3 separate regions of the Rattus norvegicus genome follow, and all the other regions are linked to region 2. The links are chromatin contacts, called in public Hi-C maps. All regions are on one chromosome and are shown on one strand. Each heading gives the region's core, a stretch centred on a gene start, on an enhancer-like site or on the middle of the called end of the contact. The rest is flanking DNA. Distances are from core to core; before and after follow the strand shown. Region 1 has its middle 12 kb from the start of Pax4. Region 2 holds the start of H3f3cl2 (H3 histone, family 3C like 2). Region 3 holds the start of Gcc1 (GRIP and coiled-coil domain containing 1).

Evidence for each region. A called contact is a pair of places that touch in the nucleus more often than the background predicts.
Region 1: a contact with region 2 is called in a Hi-C map of hepatocytes, with 2.1 times the contacts expected there. The contact joins the enhancer-like site here to the promoter of H3f3cl2 in region 2. A contact is called at or near these places in 3 of 12 Hi-C or Micro-C datasets (Schwann cells, hepatocytes and liver).
Region 3: a Hi-C map of kidney shows a contact between it and region 2, with 2.7 times the contacts expected there. The contact joins the promoter of Gcc1 here to the promoter of H3f3cl2 in region 2. A contact is called at or near these places in 4 of 12 Hi-C or Micro-C datasets (Schwann cells, frontal cortex, kidney and 1 more).

Annotation. Positions count from the first base shown.
Region 1 is chr4:58,039,024-58,042,562 of GRCr8, reverse strand. No RefSeq gene overlaps it. Among named protein-coding and RNA genes, the nearest start is that of Pax4, 12 kb to the right of the region's middle. Within about 2 kb of position 1,727, at least 1 of the 93 cell types and tissues checked has an H3K27ac peak or open chromatin away from gene starts, as enhancers often do. A contact at or near this core is called in hepatocytes, where this site is marked.
Region 2 is chr4:57,813,530-57,817,062 of GRCr8, reverse strand. H3f3cl2 (H3 histone, family 3C like 2) reads right to left here and starts at 1,805. Exons shown (of 2, transcript XM_039109050.1): 1 at 1,548-1,805. The coding sequence starts at 1,805. It overlaps Zfp800 (zinc finger protein 800), which reads left to right and starts at 2,854. Exons shown (of 5, transcript NM_001109225.1): 1 at 2,854-2,976. The coding sequence starts at 2,916.
Region 3 is chr4:58,000,657-58,004,607 of GRCr8, reverse strand. It overlaps Gcc1 (GRIP and coiled-coil domain containing 1), which reads left to right and starts at 2,423. Exons shown (of 2, transcript NM_001427123.1): 1 at 2,423-3,851. The coding sequence starts at 2,820. Arf5 (ADP-ribosylation factor 5) reads right to left here and starts at 637. Exons shown (of 6, transcript NM_024149.2): 1 at 477-637. The coding sequence starts at 543.

The DNA of each region.
Region 1 (3,539 bases), core at 478-2,977, 230 kb before region 2:
GTTAGAGTCCATAGTGTCTCTTCAACTCCTTCCCTAGAGAAAGTCAGACTGGTGGCAAGGGATAATGGAGTCTTTGGGGAAAACAGATGTCTCAGAGCTCTGTTTGCTGTTATGTCTCTCATGCAACTCCTTTGTCACCTCCATTTGGGTGTCATCTGCCTTTCTTGACATTACTGTTGCTGTCAGGGGTGGGGATGGGGGACGGGGTGCAAAGGAAGGGAATGAGGCTGCAGATGCTACCCTCTCAGAGTCACCACAAACGTAGGAAGACTGCAGGGGGCGCCCAGGAGCTGACCCAATGCAGCGCCTGTAGCTGCCGGGCTCCCAGACAACTAACTGAGCCAGAAGGCTGAGGGCAGGCAGCTTTGTCTCCAAATACTGTTCAGCCACAACATTTCCAACTACACGCTCAATTGTGAGAAATTAAAGCACACATATAAAACCAAGAGAAAGAACGCAAAGGGCTGGGATGGTGGAAAGAAAGCGGTTTGTTAACAGGAAGAAAGGGTGGTCAGGAGAAGTCTAAATGCTAGGGAGAAGAAAGGAAACAAAACCCAGAGATTAGAAAGCAGCTTCCATCCAACTCTAGGTCTTAGGTGTCTTGCAGGGGGTGAAGAAGAGAAATGTGGAGTGATGTCAAATTTAGCCGGAGCTTAAAACGTTGACTTCCACTGAGGAGAGTGGAGAGCAAAGATCTGATTTGATGTAGGATGAAGAACATGTGAGGACGGCTGAAGAGGAGGCGAGCTGAGGATTAGGGTTCAGGGATGCCATCTGGGCTGATAATGAAACCCATGGCAATGGGTCATTCAAATCTGATTATTGTGCTTAATGGTGCCAAGCCAAAGATAGTAATAAGACTTTATTTATAATTACCCGTCTTTACATAGCTCGATCTCTAGGTAGGGCAGAGCCTCTGTCAGGCTTAGCAGGTGTTGTTTTGGGGATCTTTGTGGACACAGCGAAGATGAGGAGCCCTGGATGTCTGGAACAGAGGTAGGATCCTTATCAGGAGGGAGGGAGTTTTCTGTCTCGTCTCCACTAGGTCTGGCTAGGCAGTGGAAGGCTATCCATGCTACAGTGCTCCAGACAGCAGACTATTAACTTATTTTCAGGGATGACTAAAGAGAATTAACAGCATCCACTCTCACTGTAACCTAAGCCAAAAGTCCGCAGTCTTTAGAGAACATGCAGACAAAAACCGTTGGATCATCAATAAATTTTGTTCCTCATCTCCCTCCTTTTCATAAACGCAAGTGTGGGGCTGGGGAGACAGTTAACCCTCACCATGAAAGCTTGAAAGTCTGAGTGTAGATCCTCTGAGCCCACATAAACCTGAAGGGCAGGGTGTACCTGCAACCCCAGCACTCCTGCAGCACAGTGGGAGGCAAAGGCAGGAAAATGGCTGCAAAGCTCTCAGGCCAGTTAACCTACATGCACAGTGCAAACCGAGACCCCGAGGAAGGCTGGGACTGATACCCAAACTTGTCCTCTGACCTCCACGCTCATGTTGTGGCATGTCTGTGTTTGCACTTATACCACATACCTGTCACACACACACACACACACACACACACACACACACACACACACACACACACAGGGGTGGGCATGCCTTAAAATGCAACTTTTTGTCATTTCAAAAGCAGAAAGTTACCCAACTATCCACTAAGCAAGGTAACTCTAGGTCAGCAAAGGGATTTCATAAGATAGGGGAGTAAATCCAGAGGTCACAAGGCTCATCTGCAGAAGCAGAGAGCTAGAAATTACGGGACTACAGAGTTAGGATGAGGGGGGAGGGGGTTGGCCTGGGAATCTCTAAGAGAGATTGTAACTACTAAACTCAGCCAATACACAATATTAAACTATGATGTATAATGAAAATAATATATAAAAATAATAGCAAGCACCCAGAACGTTCTTACACGTGTTAGCCTATGTAACACCACAGTCTTTTTTTTTTTTTTTTATTAACTTGAGTATTTCTTATTTACATTTCGAGTGTTATTCCCTTTCCCGGTTTCCGGGCAAACATCCCCCTAACCCCTCCCCCTCCCCTTCTTTATGGGTGTTCCCCTCCCCATCCTCCCCCCATTGCCACCCTCCCCCCAACAATCTAGTTCACTGGGGGTTCAATCTTAGCAGGACCCAGGGCTTCCCCTTCCACTGGTGCTCTTACTAGGATATTCGTTGCTACCTATGAGGTCAGAGTCCAGGGTCAGTCCATGTATAGTCTTTAGGTAGTGGCTTAGTCCCTGGAAGCTCTGGTTGCTTGGCATTGTTGTTCATAAGGGGTCTCGAGCACCTTTGAGCTCTTCCAGTTCTTTCTCTGATTCCTTCAATGGGGTCCTATTCTCAGTTCAGTAGTTTGCTGCTGGCATTCGCCTCTGTATTTGCTGTATTCTGGCTGGTAACACCACAGTCTTAACGAGGCAGCCATAATGTCCTTTTTAAAATGTTATTTTGAAAGAGGGTCTCACTGTGTGATCTGGACCTCATGTCATAGACCATGCAGGCCTTGAGCTCACAGAGATCCTCCTGTCTCTGCCTCCTAAGTGCTGGGATTAAAGGTTGTGCACCACTATGTTCAGCTTGATAGAAAGTTGTTGAGAGAATCCTGAAGGGAAAAAATACAAGGTAGAAGTCAAGAATTTTTTTTTTATTCACTGCTCTTTCCCATCCTGGCATGGACTTTAGAATTATCTGCTGAAGTAGCCATTAGAGGATCCATGACCATGGGGGTGACACAGCAGGTCTGAGCTAAACACTGAGATTTGCTGGATCAGGAAGTGAGCACGGTCCAAGGAACAGATACGGGATGCGGACTTCGTGTGTATCACCTAGAGTTGCATCTGCTTGATAAGCCCTGCCCTTCCTCAAGCCTGGCTCTCCTGTACGAATGAAGTCAGCACTCCCCTAATGCTGAGAGAAAATATTGGAGGGAAGGGAAAATGAGACATGCATGTGAACAAATACATTGAAATCTTCACCATTATGTGAGCACGTTGAATCCATCGGCGATAAGAGGCCTGTCCACCATGGCCACGTGGGACGTGATCCAACTAGGCAACACTGGTTAAATATTTAAAAGTCCATTAATGCAATCAGCAAGCTAGTGAAGAAATCATATCATTATATCAGTCGAAATAGGAAAAGCATTTAATAAAATCCAATACCCATCCATGAAAAAAGACAACAACAACAAAACAACCACCAACCTCAGAAAACTAAAGAGGTGAATTTCCTCAGTGGTTCAAAATCTCCAATATGTCTACAGGCTGATCAGCTGTAATAAATATACCATTCTAGTGGGAGATATTGATAATGGAGAAGGAGGTGTATATGGAGGTGCAAATGTGAAAAGAATCCCTGGGCCCTCATCTCAACTCTGCTAAGAACCTGAAGCTGCTTCAAAACGTAAAATGTGCCCCCCTATGCATGCACATATGTGCTCACACACGTATACACGTGCATGCTAGTGATAAATTTAAGATGTAAAAGAGAAAGGCTCTGATTAGAGTGTAGTGAGAAGGAGACTG
Region 2 (3,533 bases), core at 556-3,055:
TTCATTATTTTATACCATTTCATATAATACAGTCATTGTAAAGAACAGAGTTTTAATTTTATTTACAGGACACTGAAAGATAAATTATAGAGACTTAATTTTTTTATTAAAATCACATATGCTTCATTCAGAAAAAAGCATCTATAATTCCAATTATAGCATCTCTCACATTTCAAAAATATATTTTTGGTTTAGGCATATTCCATACAGCTAATAGTACACAAGATAATGTTGTGTATGTGGATAGGTTAAAGGTCCATGCTGTATGTATTCTTCAATTTCTCTCCAATTTACTGTTTGAGACAGGGTCTCTGGACCTCATCCATTTGGTTGTGCCAGCTCAGGCAAGCCTCGGAGATTCTTCTGTCTTGGTCTCCCTAGCACTGAAATTGCAGGTGCACTGCCACATCCAACTTTTTTGTAACATACGTTCTGGGTTCAAACTCAGGTCTTCTTGATCTGACTTTTCTGACAATGCCATCTCCCCAACTCCCAAATAAGATTTCTAGTGCTTGCATAATACCACCACATAGAAGTAGCAATTTATAGCATATTGACCTATAATCTGCATTTGCTTCATGTGGGTAGTGATTCTTAACAATGGGACAGAGAACAAGCTCGTTTATTCTATTCTGCTCCAACTATCCCAGACCTATGCAAGTATTCCACTTAACAGTCCTGCAGTAACAACTCAAATCCGTTTACTTTCTTAGAATTCTGAAAATTGATTTGGGTGATTTTCTCTTCACAAACAGAGCTGAGTGTGGTGGCCAGCCTGTAGCCCCAGCTTTGAGAAGGGAAGTGCACAGAGGCAGGAGAATCCTGATTTCAAGGTCAAACTGGGCTACTCAGCTAGTTACGGGCAAGTCTGAGCTACAGAGCAAGATCATCTCAAAAACCAAAATACCAAACATAGCGCCTACCTTCCTAAACTTTTTTTTTCCCAGAAGCTCCAAAACTGGAAGCTTAAGTTAGATAATTGTGGTTTTCATTAATCTCAAGATAAAAAGGTCAAATGGGCTTTCTTAAAATACCCTACCAATAGCTGACACCTATTTGAACGAAGTTAGAGAGGGCAAGAATTCCTTCTCAGAGTTGGGAAGAAGGTGGAGGCAGCAGCTACTGGATATGAGAAGCAGCTCAAGGTTTGCAGATTTGACAGATGATGGTCATCTTCGATCTTCAGGGATTTTCCAAGCTGGATGCTCGTGCCAAAGAGGGAAAGTGCATGCTAGCCATGTGACCCGACTTTACTTCCAGGTTTGCACCACCAGAACATTGCAACCGCTCGCCAATCGTTTTTCCCCCAGAGCCTGATGAAGACTCTCTTTTTCCAAGTTCCGGGAGGTGCAGTTAGATAACCGCTGGAAAGTCAGCACCGGACAGCTTTCCCCGATCCAGTCGTCTTCGGGCTCACGCTACTTTCCTCCTTCGCCTCCCCAACCCTCCCTGGTTCGGGTCCGCCGAAGCGCAGCAGCACGAGCAACAGTTTGGTGCCTGAGCGAGCGGCGCGTGCCCGGGACAGGAGGCGCCCGCGGTTCTCACACCTCCGGGCGCACGCAGCCTCCGGCAGGCGCTCCGCAGTCGCGGGCGGGAGGGCGCACGGGCGCGCGCCAGCCAGGCCCGCCAGCTTCCCCCGCCGTCCTCAGCGCCGCCAGCCCCGCAGTCTCCCCCCGAGGCCGGCCCCGCGCGTCGCCTCCCCACCGGGGCTGCCCGCCCAGCGCATGCGCGCCGCGCTGCCGGGCGTGCCGGCCACACTCCCCCCACCCACTCCGTGAGCTTGTCACTTCCTGCCCTCGCCCCATCTCCGTCCGGGGTCAGTCAGTCGCTCCCTGTCGCAGCCGGAGACTTCTCTGCTTCCCCCTTCCTACCCTCTCCACGGCGGTCGCTCGGGCTGTCCCGGGAAGGGGCGGCCAAGAGAGAACGGGACTGACTTCCATAAAGTTTCCCGAAGCATCTGCTACCCGAAAGGCCCCAGGTGGGGGACCCGCGCAGCTCCCCGCCCCTCTCCAAAGCCCGGGGGACCGTTGCAGGTGGAGCGGCGCTGAGGGGAGCCGGGTTCGGCGCGGCCGTTGCCCTGGCGAGGGGCGCCTCAGTCCTGCTCGCTCCGGTTCCAGCTCCTTCGGCTGCTGCGCCCGGCGGTTCCTCCTGTCAACTGCCTGCGCCCGCGCGCCGCCAGCTCGCCGGCCTGGAGCGCGGAGGGCTGCCGTGAGCCGCCGCCGCCGCCGCCGCGGCCCGAGGACGTGGTGAGCTGTGGCGCTTCCGCGTCGGCGCCGCAGGGGACTCTTTGGGAGCGCGCCGGGCCGCAGCCCGCTCGGCTTCACGCGGTGCGCCGGGGCTGCGCCAGGTGGGGCCCTCCGCCGCGTCGTGCGCCCGGCTGGTGTCGCGGCCGGCCGGCCGGCCGCTCCGGGAGTTGAGTAAGTTGGGCGCACTTGGCGGCGCGGACCCGACCTGCTCCAGGGAGACCCCGGACGCACGTGCGTGGCGGGAGGGCGCGAGCCGCTCCTTGGCCGCGCAGGGGCCCTCGTCGCACCCCGGGTCCCGCGCCAGGCTCTCCGCGCGCCTGCCCGCCCGCCCAGCACGGCGAGGCCGCAGCCGCCTGCGCAGCCCGCCAGGCCTTCGCCGTGCGCTGCGCTGCGCTGCGCGCCGGACGCTGCGTTTCCGGGTAGGGCGGTGAACCTGTGCGGGGACGTGGGGCTGGAGGCCGGGCGAGCGTTGGTTTCTTTTCCGAGCGGAAGGTGCGGGCCCGGGGTGAGAGGGCAGAGAGCGCATGGTGGGATGGTCTGTGGCGATTTCAGTCACAACCTCTCCAGAAGTTCAGGGACAGTGATGGGTTTGTGCTTCTGTCCACAGCCAAGCCGCAATGAAGAGCTTTTCACAGTGAAAGGAAAATAGGTCGCACCCATTAATTAAAAATGCCTTTGAGGGACAAATACTGTCAAACCGACCACCACCATCACGGATGCTGCGAACCAGGTAAGTCCGTTTTTTTGTTTTTTGTTTTTTTGTTTTTGCCCAGTGTCTTTGCTCTCCTCTACCAGAGCTACTGTGTCTTCTGTGTTGTGTCTGAGAAGTCTTTCCTAAGTAACTCGGTTTCCCCAGCGTAAAACTACTCACATAATGCCAAAAGCCTGTACAAACTAGAGATCGCCCTTGCTTGATCCCCTAGAGAAAGTGCCACAAGTGTCACCGTCAATCATTTCCACAAGATCGGTCAGCTCCTTTCCCTTCTTTTTCAAGGCAGCTTTGTTAGTGGTTTACTCCATGCTCTGAATGTTTAAAATGGAAGAAAGAGGCAAAGATAGGTGCTGGGACACTACCATTCATCTTGGTGACAATAGCTTATCAGTAGAGTAAGTTTCCCGTGAAGTGTTTTAAACCGTAGGATAATGTTTACCACTCCCCCCAAACAAACAAAGTCAAAAGTTTAATTTGGGTCAAGAAGGTTGATTGAATGTGTAGGGAAAATTGGGCTCTTTGAATTTAAAAATCATCTTAAATGTTTTGGATGGAATTTATTTTTGCAGATTGCT
Region 3 (3,951 bases), core at 1,174-3,673, 190 kb before region 2:
CCCCTAGAGACCAGGGAAAGGGAGAGGCCTGGCCAGCTGATGGTGATGGGGGCGGAGAGCGGGAGCGCCTCCAGGTGCGCGCTGTTCTCCACCTTCCGGGCCTTGAGGGCAGTCTAGGTGGCGAGTGCCAACTCCTGCCCCTCAAGTGCCCGAGGGGCGACAGGGGCTAGGGAGGTAGGGGACCCGGGAGGAAGGCCGCGTTCCTTTGAAAAGTCGTTTCCAAGGGCGGAATCCTCTCTTCTTAGCAGCCGGGCTGGGGCGGAGGAAGCGTCACCCCACCCAGGCCCCAGCTCCGGGTTTCAGGCCCGGGGCCGACACTGCAGATCCTGGCTTGCTCGGGAGCGCGGCCTCAGAGGCTTGGGCGGTGGGGTGTCTCGGGGTCAGGGGACCAGGTGAGCGGGCTGGAGGGACGCGGGGGCGGGAGGGCTGCGGCGGGGCCGGCGCCCCAAGCGGGCCGCGCGCTCGATCTGCCTCACCCATAAGGATCCGCATCTGCTTCTTCCCGAAGATCCGCGAAAAGAGCGCGGACACCGTGAGGCCCATGGCGGGGCCCGGGGCGGGGGCGCGGGCAGGGGACGCGGGGCGAGGGCTGGAACCGGCCGGCCGCGGGGGGATGGGGCGCAACAGCAGAAGGAGGAGGCGCCGCCGCCGCCGCCACCTCCGCGCGTCCGGGTCCGCCCGACGTCACGTGGCCCCGCCCCTCCGGGTCCGCCCCAGCCCCGCCCCTAGGCGCGTTTGCGGAAGAACTGAAGTCGAGCGAGGCCTGGCAGCCTGCCTGGGGCGGAGGGCTTGTTCGGGGTCGCTAGTCTCCGCATGACTTTGCTTTACTCTTAAGTCATAGACTTGCACTCGTAAGACGGCTTTGATAGGGTCCACACGAACATGTAAAAGATCCTCAAAGTAGCATATTGTCTATTGTTTTGAAACACTATGTAGCCTTGGGTGGTCTGGAACTTGCTATGTAGACCAACCTGGTCACGAACTCACAGAGATGCGGCCGGCTTGGCCTCCTGAGCAGATTTTTATTACAGAAATATTTTCTTCAAACGCGTTCTCTCTCTCTCTCTCTCTCTCTCTCTCTCTCTCTCTCTTTCAGAGTGAGCCTCCTCACAGGCTTGGTATCTTCATAATATCACAGGAGTCTTCTTTGTTTTTAGCCCCTCCCCACTTTTATGTTGTGTTCGTGTGTGGAGGTGTGTAGAGCTCAGAGAACAACTTGTAGGGGTGTGTTCTCTCCTTCCACCGTGTGGGTCCTGGTGATAGAACTTAGGTCAGGTCACTGGGCCTGGTGAAAATCGTCTTTACTGCTGAACCATCTTAAAAACCCCACAGGAGTCTTGATGGAATGGACAAAAGCAAAGAGTCTTGATGGTGCCCTCCGGAGATGAAAATCTTTTAATGTCTTGTCACCCAAGATGAAATCTAAATGCCTTTAAGTTGGGTCCTACCCTTTGTTCCAGATTCATCAATAGCCACCCACCTCCCACACCATAAGCTTCCTGGGCAAGTCAGGCTCACTGATAGATACCTCAGAGGTTCCTGTAAACGTTTCCGCTTTTCTTGATGCTGGTTTCCCACATTTGCAGTTTGGCAGTCTTTACTCATTCCTCAAACTTCAAGTCATTTCCCCTAAGAGTCTCTGTCCTTCTGACAGGTGCCTCGCCTCTTTTATACCCTTCAACTATACCCTTACATACTATACTAGTGTGAGGGCAGCATCTACTTGTTTGCATGTCCTTGCTGTTAGGAGTTTCTCGGGACCAAGGCCATGTTTCTTCAATGGTGCCATCAGGCATAGCATTTAGTATGGTGAGAGGCAGACTGAGATAGGATTCCTAAACTTACTAGCTGAGTGACATTGGGCATGTTACCCCTCTGTACATTTACTGTATGTTCCAGTAAATGTAAATTGGTGCTAATGATACCCTCTGAACAGAATTTTGCAAAGACTAAATAGCAAAAACTCTTGTGAGACAGCCCCCACCCCAGCATATGCTGGTATGCAAGATGGACCTTATAGCTATATAATGTCCCTCTTACTAAGCAGAACTAAACAAGGGAGCTATTATGTTAACTAGGTACTGGGCTCGTTTTCCTAGTATGAGTCCTAACTGTTGCCCTAAATGTTGGAAATTGCCCCAAATAGTTTGATGCGTCTTTCATCGTTTTTTTTTTTTTGGGGGGGGGGCAAATGCAGTGTGACGTCGCCCCCTGTCGCTCACTGGTGGTAGTTTGAGGGCAAAGTTAGGCATCTTCTCCAAACAACTGCTCAGGTGATCTTGACTTCGCTTTGGGTAACTATACCTACAGGTTACTCTCTCTCCAGGCCACCAGCGAATACTGGGTGCGGAAGCCCCACCCATCTCATGCCCGCCGGGGGCGGGGTCTGTGGCGTTTTGCTGTCGTCACTTCCAGTGGACCCGGAAGCGTTGTTGTCCCAGTTGTTGGGAAATCGTGATGGAACCGGTCTTAGTGTAAATCCTGGGCTGATCGTGGGCGGAGGGAGGCGGGTCTAGGTTGCGGTGGCCAGGCGAGCAGCTAGGGCGGCACAGGATCAGGGCCTGTACCGGAGAGCCCTGGCTGAGTGTTCCTGCTAGGCCAGCGTCACTCCGCATCCAGGTTGGAACTGTTTCCCACCTTCGGCCTGGCTCTCACAGTGCTTTTGCCTGGCCACCGCGGCCCCTCATCCCGCCCGGACCGCTGGACGACCGGGTGTATTGCCTGCAGCCAGACGATTCTCTCTGCTTTACTTCTAGCTGTTGTGGCTCTGTCCAGGGCTGCAAGAACGCTGACGTGGAGCATCCCACTCCGGAACCCTCATGGAGAAGTTTGGGATGAATTTCGGGGGCGGCCCAAGCAAGAAGGATCTCTTAGAGACCATAGAGACACAGAAAAAGCAGCTTCTCCAGTACCAGGCAAGGCTCAAGGATGTGGTTCGCGCCTATAAAAGCCTGCTGAAGGAGAAAGAAGCCCTGGAGGCCAGCATCAAGGTACTGTCGGTATCCCACGAGGCAGATGCAGGCCTCTCAGGTGTGCAGCCTCCGGGTCTCACGTTTCCTGATTCTGTGGATGACCGGTGCTCCACTCACAGTGAGGATAGCACCGGAACTGCCACGAGCTTGGATACCGCAGCCAGTCTTACAAGTGTCAAGGGTGAATTTGGGGTTGAAGATGACAGAGTGGCCCGTGGACCACTTCCTCCAAAGTCTGAAGAGGCCAGTGGGTCAGAGAGTGGCGTTAGCAGTAGCAGTGGGGATGGGCCATCTGCGGGTAGTGAGATAGACAAAAGAGTGCATCAGCTGAAGACTCAATTGGCCACTTTGACTAGCTCCTTGGCTACAGTCACTCAGGAAAAGTCCCGAATGGAAGCGTCTTACCTGGCGGATAAGAAGAAGATGAAGCAGGACTTAGAAGATGCCAATAAAAAGGCAGAGGAAGAGCGGGGCCGCCTGGAGGGAGACTTGAAGGGGCTGCAAGAGCAGATAGCAGAAACCAAAGCCCGACTTATTACACAGCAGCACGATCGCGCCCAGGAGCAGAGTGACCATGCCTTGATGCTGCGGGAGCTACAGAAGCTTTTGCAGGAGGAGAGGACCCAACGCCAGGACCTGGAACTTCGGCTAGAAGAGACCAGGGAAGCCTTGGCAGGGCGGGCGTATGCAGCTGATCAGCTAGAAGGGTTTGAACTGCAGACCAAGCAGCTGACCCGTGAGGTAGAGGAGCTGAAAGGTGAGCTGCAAGCCATTCGAGAGGAGAAGAACCGACCAGATCCCCGGCTGCAGGAGCTTCAGCAGGAGGCTGCCCGTCTTAAAAGCCATTTCCAGGCCCAGTTGCAGCAAGAAATGAGGAAGGTAATTATTTTTATGTCCTTCAAACAGTTATTTTAACTTCCATAGGAAATATTAGTATCATTTTTCTCTTTTGGTCATTAGATAACTGTCGTATATGTGC